Regions from separate parts of the Rattus norvegicus genome. Here region 1 is linked to region 2. Evidence: chromatin contacts called from public Hi-C data. All regions are on one chromosome and are shown on one strand. The core of a region is the stretch at or near the end of the contact, and the rest is flanking DNA. Distances in the headings are between cores, read along the strand shown. Region 1 has its middle 17 kb from the start of Mtus1. Region 2 holds the start of Fgl1 (fibrinogen-like 1).

What was found. Hi-C and Micro-C count contacts between places; a contact is called where the count stands out from the background.
Region 1: a contact with region 2 is called in a Hi-C map of hepatocytes, with 2.1 times the contacts expected there. The contact joins the enhancer-like site here to the promoter of Fgl1 in region 2. A contact is called at or near these places in 8 of 12 Hi-C or Micro-C datasets (the A7r5 cell line, Schwann cells, hepatocytes and 4 more).

Annotation. Positions count from the first base shown.
Region 1 is chr16:57,979,609-57,983,124 of GRCr8, forward strand. It overlaps a transcript of Mtus1 not described here. Among named protein-coding and RNA genes, the nearest start is that of Mtus1, 17 kb to the right of the region's middle. Within about 2 kb of position 1,558, at least 1 of the 93 cell types and tissues checked has an H3K27ac peak or open chromatin away from gene starts, as enhancers often do. A contact at or near this core is called in hepatocytes, where this site is marked.
Region 2 is chr16:57,822,278-57,825,723 of GRCr8, forward strand. It overlaps Fgl1 (fibrinogen-like 1), which reads left to right and starts at 1,923. Exons shown (of 8, transcript NM_172010.2): 1 at 1,923-1,996.

The sequences.
Region 1 (3,516 bases), core at 308-2,807, 160 kb after region 2:
CCTGTTTCTTTTCCAGGTCACTCGATCTTGTTAGACCCCATGATAGTCCCGTTATACTGCGGTATGATTTTTGGCAACTGTTTCATTATAAATTTAAACTTAGTGTGTGATATTTTTCTTCTTTCATGATCTCGAGCTTGAATTAATAGCGTGGTAATGGTTATAATTACAAAAATGAATCTACTTATGTGTCGTAATATCCGTCAAAATTCCAATGTCGTATTTCACAGATTTAGAATGAAACAGTCATAATTCATATGGAACTGAAAGAGAGATATGAATAACCAAAGCAATCCACAGGAGGAAGGAACACGGTTGGAGGTGTGTTGTTGTAAAATATAAAAATAATATATGTATTGTTGTCTTTTACCTCGCTAGGTCCACACTGCAGTGCCCCAAGATATCTGCTAGATAATCTTGGCGGAAACACATCCCAGCCGCACACTTTCCTACACTCAAACCCTCACATAAAAGAACACATAACATAATAATCTTAGATCCAATTGATAAGATATAATTGCCCACTTAAACATACAAAGCCTGGTACCATCCATCCCTTAGGAACATTAATAACAACCTGTAAATACACAGAGCAGAATCTTAACATCACCTGCCATGTTGTTCTGCCACGGCTTCTCTGCCCCTCTTTCCCTCCTGTCTCTTCCTCTCTCTCTGTCCCCTGAGAGGAGCTCCATTGGTTCCAAATGGCTGTTCTGAGTATGAACAATGACGTCCACAGGGGCGTATAGAGATAGAGACTGGCCAAGCACTTGAGCGACCAGCTTAAACCAGCTGCTTCTGTGAGCTAATTAGAATAAAGTGGTTTTGATATATAATCGTAAAACTTTTGGTACTTGGGCAGTGCATCTCCCGTTTTATTCAGTGTTACCAAGGGCCTTTCTGTGGTGTCCTGTGATTTACATGTCATTTACTTCTTTAACCACCTTAGCTCGCACTTGGCACCAAGGGAAGCAATAGGGTTCTTGGTGGGACACTGCCTGTCAGACACTCACTGTTTCTGGGCGGGCAACTTCTCCTAGTAGCTCAGGCTCGGATTTAAACTTGGCTACCGCTGTCTGTGGGATGCTGCTTTCTTATGCATGGCATAGCAGAGGGATTATGGTTAGGTATCCGGTCTCACTGCCCCAGTCAGACAAGTGGCCCAAGAAAGCTGTTTACTCATCTAAGTTGCTTTTGTCACATGACAACATCACTAATAATTACTAGGATTAGTCTCAGCATTAAAAGTTTGACATGGGGTAGGGAGGGAGGGAGGGAGGATACCTCAGTTGGTAAAGTATTGGCCATGCAAGTGTGAGGTCCTGTGTTCAATACCTAGCAGCCCCGTAAAAAGGTCAGGCTGGGAAGCAGAGATAGGTAATACCCCCGGGATCACTGATCAGTCAGCCTGATTGACAAACTCCAGGCCAGTCTTCATCGGCCTCAAAGAAATCAAGGTGAGTATTTTTGAGGAATGATGTCACTGTTGACCTCTAACCTCCATGGGCACGCATCGTGTGCTTGCATAGCCGTGACCAGGCACCTCCTGCTCACATGGGTATCCACGTGAACACACACACACATACCTGAAAACTGGGTGTAGAGGCAAATGTCCATTGTCCAAGTGCCCTGGAGGCTGAAGCAGGAGGATTACTCGAGGAAGCTGGACAACAGAGCAAGACTCTGCTTTTCAAAGTTAAGCTTTTGGTGAGCTGGGTGGAAGGGAGAGGAGTGGGTGGGACGTATCAATTAAGAGTTCCCTTGGGGGGTTGGGGATTTAGCTCAGTGGTAGAGCGCTTGCCTAGGAAGCGCAAGACCCTGGGTTCGGTCCCCAGCTCCAGAAAAAAAAAAAAAGAACAAAAAAAAAAAAAAAAAAAAAAAGAATTCCCTTGGAACCTTCCTAAAGAACACAGGCCAGGGCATGTAGAACGGTGACTGAGCATTGGTGAGAGTGCTTCTGGGCAGGCTGCGTGTTAATGAGCAGTGGTCTAGGTCTCCTGAGGCATGCTGGGAATGATCTGTAAGTCTATGGTGCTTCGGGAGGCAGTACTGGGAAGCATGCCTTTTCTTGTATCTTCTGAGCTTGCTAGGTTTTGACTACATTGTAGCTGTGGCCCAGAAAAGTTGACCTGTTTGCTCAAGCCGGAGCTTTCTTTCTAGAGATGACTCCATCTGGATGTTTTTGCCCACAGGGTAGCAGTTTGATAAGTTTGTATTCTAAAGATCTGCCTTTTCCTTCCTCTTAAAGCAAGTGAAAACGCTGGCCTAAGACATGAAAGTGGAATGGGTGTTCAAATGTGTAACAGTTGCTGTAACTGTTACTAAGGAATTTTATCTAATGAAATTGCCTTGTAAAATGGGTGATTGAACGTCTCTGTGTAGAGGGTGAGAGAGTGTATTAACAAAATTAAGTCATTACTCCTGGCATGGAAAGAAAATTGATTTCAGCAGACACCCGTGGCAGCTCACTCTCTACTCCTTGCTTTGTAAAGTCCAGGGGACGGAGTGGAATTAGGAATGCTTCTGCTCTCAGAAACCTTAGCGACTTCACCCAGAGCGTGCTCATGGAGCAAGCAGGAGGTACGGGCATAAGCCAGAAGTGGGAGGTGGGGACGACTGACCTGGCAGGAGTGGCTAGTGGAGAAGCCACGACTCTCCTCAACAGCTTAGCTCAGATTTAATGGATCTTTTAAAGGTACCTGGCATTGAACTCAGGGCCTCACGCATGCTAGGCAGGTGCTCTGTCACTTGCTGGGACAATAACAATTTGGCACCATCACCTTGTTTATATGCCATTGGCAAAATGGGACACCATCATTTCTGTCAAAGGTCTTTCCAAGCCTTGATGCGCTTTAGGGCTGTGAGGCTACCGGCATAGATGGCGCAGAGACACTCGGTGCCAGGAGAGAGCATGATCCCAGCGGTCTGAAGATTGTCTAATGAAAGCATGAATAAGCCAGAGAGTGTCCAAGTTGAAACTCAATAAAGGAGTTCAGTGTGAACGGGTCTGGTATTCAGGAGGAGGATGGGGATGAGCTTGAGAATTCGAGGTTCAATCTCAAGTCCTTGAGTAGAGCATAAAGCACATCAAATAGACCTCTCAAGAGAAGGAGAGCATGTTTGAACAGTAATGACCAAAAAATTGTTCGTCAAGTGCACATTTAGGCGCTAAGTGTGAGCTCTTGTTGTGTTCCTAAGACATCAGAAGTTAAGAAACATATACGCATGGAAGCCTTTTATTTCCAGCAACACAGTGTTAGAAATTTGAGTGAAAGGCATTCCTCACATTCCGTTTGGCAAATAAACTGTAAAGATGAAAGACAAGAGGAAAGGGGGAAAAGAGTAGGCGCAGCGCCACCTGCTGTTCAGACTCAAGCATTTTTATTTAATGAAAGATTTCTCCCAACCACATTTTTGCTTTGAGTGCTTTTAAATTTTCTTTTATTTCTTTTTAAATATGGCCACCTCGCGTGTGAATGGGACAATGTACTTGTTTTAATGTTAAAGGAAAGGAAT
Region 2 (3,446 bases), core at 673-3,172:
CAGTGAGGATCACAAATTCAGAGCCAGATTGCCTTTGAGTTCTGGCTCCACGTCTCCATAGCACTCTGACCTTGGGCAAGTCACTTCAACTTCTGGACCTATTTCCCCCGCTGAAATGGAGACGGCTGGTAGCCTCGTAGGATGTTGAGGGCTGAGCAGCTCTGGCAGCTGTGGCAGCGGGTGTATAGCTCAGCTCACTGGTAAAGCAGGCTCCCGGTATGTGCTACGCCGTGGGTTTAGTCCTTGGCATCACCAAAAGGCAAAGAAAACCCTGTTCTTACTCTATTTGGCACATGTGGTTCTTGCTGTCGTTACTATTGTGTCCCCTGCAGACTGCCTGATCGTAGACCTTATCAATTATTTATTTGAACGTGAAGAAAGCAATAAAGATACAAGAAAGATACATCCAAAATACTACACTTCCCCACAGTAGCTAGTATCATGTTAGCTTTAAAATTCCATGCTTTCGGGGTTGGGGATTTAGCTCAGTGGTAGAGCGCTTGCCTAGCAAGTGCAAGGCCCTGGGTTCAGTCCCCAGCTCTGAAAAAAAAAAAAGAAAAAAAAATTCCATGCTTCCCTTTTAAATCAGTGGCTCGAATTCTCTATTATAAATTCCATCATTTCATCCCTCCTGTATGTGTAGATCACTTCAGCCTAAATGTCATTGCTTTATCATTACTATTATAAGTATTTTATAATATTATTAATAATATTTATAACTAGTTATTATATTTAAATATTTATTATATTTATATTATATTTAAAATATTATTGTAAGTATTTTTATGTATTATTATAAATATTTTAAGTCATCAGGACCGATTTTTCTATAAGAACTTCCAAATTTCCTAAGACAATCATCAGAAAGGTCAAATACAGGTGAAACTTTCCGCTCAGTAACAAAGAAAGCACAGAAAGAAAACACTCTATTTTTTACGGGAATCTGAGTTAAGAAATAGGGGCAACAGGACAAAAGGCAAACAACTGTTTGAGTTACGTCAGACTGAAGAGAAGTGATCACCTGGTTTCCAGTCTGAGATTGTTACACAACAAGATTAGCAGAACTGGGGGTTGGGGATTTAGCTCAGTGGTAGAGCACTTGCCTAGGAAGCACAAGGCCCTGGGTTCGGTCCCCAGCTCTGAAAAAAAGAAGAACCAAAAAGATTAGCAGAACTGGAAAATTACCTTTCACACATGTTAGAAACTGCTCCAGAGGCTTTAAAAGCAAAAAGAACAGCTAGTACAGAACACAGCTAAGGCTAACGGAGCAAGTGTCACAATCTTTACACATGAGAAAACACTGTTGCTAATCGACAGTCCCACATCCCTGTACACAGGGAATTTAGGGTAGTATGAAGCAAAATGTGAAGTTGGGAGGGCAACATGCTGTAGCGGACATGGGAAAACTTGGAGGGGAATGCGAGGTGGATATGGTCGTATTTCATGTTTTCATGTCTGAAGTTCTCAAGAATAGAGAAAAAGTATAGTAAAAAAGGATCAAGTAAACGGATGGCTCCCTCTTGTCCATTATAAGCCTGTGGTGGGGATATTTTCATACTTAAGAAAAATGTGGCCCCTGTCTTCGCTGAAATGATCCTTTAGTTTCCTCTTTGCTGGTGGTAGTTTATTAAGTCTTACCACCTGTAAGGCGAAGCTTCGGGTGCGCTTGGCTTTTAGGATAAAGTACAAAATTCTCTGAATGAACACAACTATAAAAGGCTGAAATAAAGATATGTAAGCCAATAAAATCTTCTGCAAGGAGGAGAAATTGAAAATATAAGAGTATTGGGGTTCCCACTCCATTTTTTTTTTTTTAATATTCCTTCCAGTTAAACTGGTTTCCTCATGTTGTCTCTGGATTAAAGCCAGAGTCAACTTTGCCGACATCTAATCAAATAGCAGGGGAAACCATTTGTAATTCTGACTTCAGTTAGAAGTTCCTGGGAGGCCCTGTGTAGACCCAGCCTAGCTGAGTACTGATTCATTTTGATGTGAGGTAAGTAATTAGCTGTACTCCTGACTGGACTGTAATAATGGTGACTTTTTTTCATGACAGCAAATGACAGACACCAGGACTCGAAAAGTCTCAATACCCTTGGCTTTTGAGAGAGACTGGGATGGTTGACAATAAGGCAGAGCTGCAATTTGGAGGAGAGATTTAGAATCAAATTAGCTTCCCATCCCTTTGGATTTTGAGTGAGTTAGGTGAGGGTTCACAGTAGAAGTTTCCATTTCAGCCTCCAGAATTAAAAACAGAATAGACCACATTGTTATTTGGGCTTCCCAAATGCTTTTCAACTATTTGGAGGTCAAGTATGTTTAGCTTTTCAGAGCTCTTTAAGAAAATCTATACAGTCTTAGTATAAACAACAAAGATATAGGTATAGTCCATTTTCAGAAAAGTTTGGAAAAGCAGCATAACACGGTCTCTCAGGCTGTGCTTACGGGTAATATTTTAACTGTCTGCATTAATGTTGTAGCTCATATGTGACTGATAACTTAGAAAATATAGTGGTGCTGTTGATGCACTTTTTTCTTTTAAACTTTTCCTTTTTCATTTTATCGAAAGGTTTCGCCTACCCCCACCTCTACTCTCCCTGGGTCCTCCCTATCTCCCTCCCATTCTGATCTACTCCATTTCTGTCTGTCATGAAAAAACAGACAGGCTTCTAAGGGATTAATACAAACTACTGTGGCATGATGAAACACAAACCAGTCCATCACAGTTGGACCAGATGGAAAGAAGGAAAAGAGTTCCAAGAGGAGGCACAGGAAACAGAGACCCACTTGTTTGCACACTCAGAAATCCCATAAAAACATGTAACTGGAAGCTCTCATGTGTGAAGGACCTGTTGCAGACCTAGGCAGGCTCTATGCATGCTACCTTAGTCTCTGAGTTCATAGGTACTCTGATCATATTTATTCGGGCCGGGCCTTGTTCTCTTGGTGTCATACATTCTCTCTGGCTTTTACACTTTTCTGCCTCCTTTTCTGAAGGGGTCCCTGAGCCTAAGACGTAGTGCCCAGCGTTTCAAGGCCTCTGACTCTCTGCATAATGTCTGCCTGTGGGTCTCTACGTTTCCCCCCATCTGTTGCAGGAGGGAGTGTCTTGGATGATGGCTGAGCAAGGCACTGATTTGTGTCACTGGCAGAGTCCCTTTTTTTAAATTTGTTGTATCTTCTCATAATGGCTCATTCAAAAAATATCATTTAAACCATTTTATAATCTATTGACTTACTTTGTTTTGAGATTCTACTTATAAAAGGCATTTACCATAGCACATTTCTAAAGTTAGATGTTTTTGCCTTTAAGTTTAATGCAGTATAATTTGCTAAGTTAGTTCTGACTGTTGGTCAGAAATGGACATTGTGACATAGTAACACAGCATTTGGCTGACAGAAGCAAAAGAATTATTGCAAGTTTGAGTCCAACCTGGTCAACACTA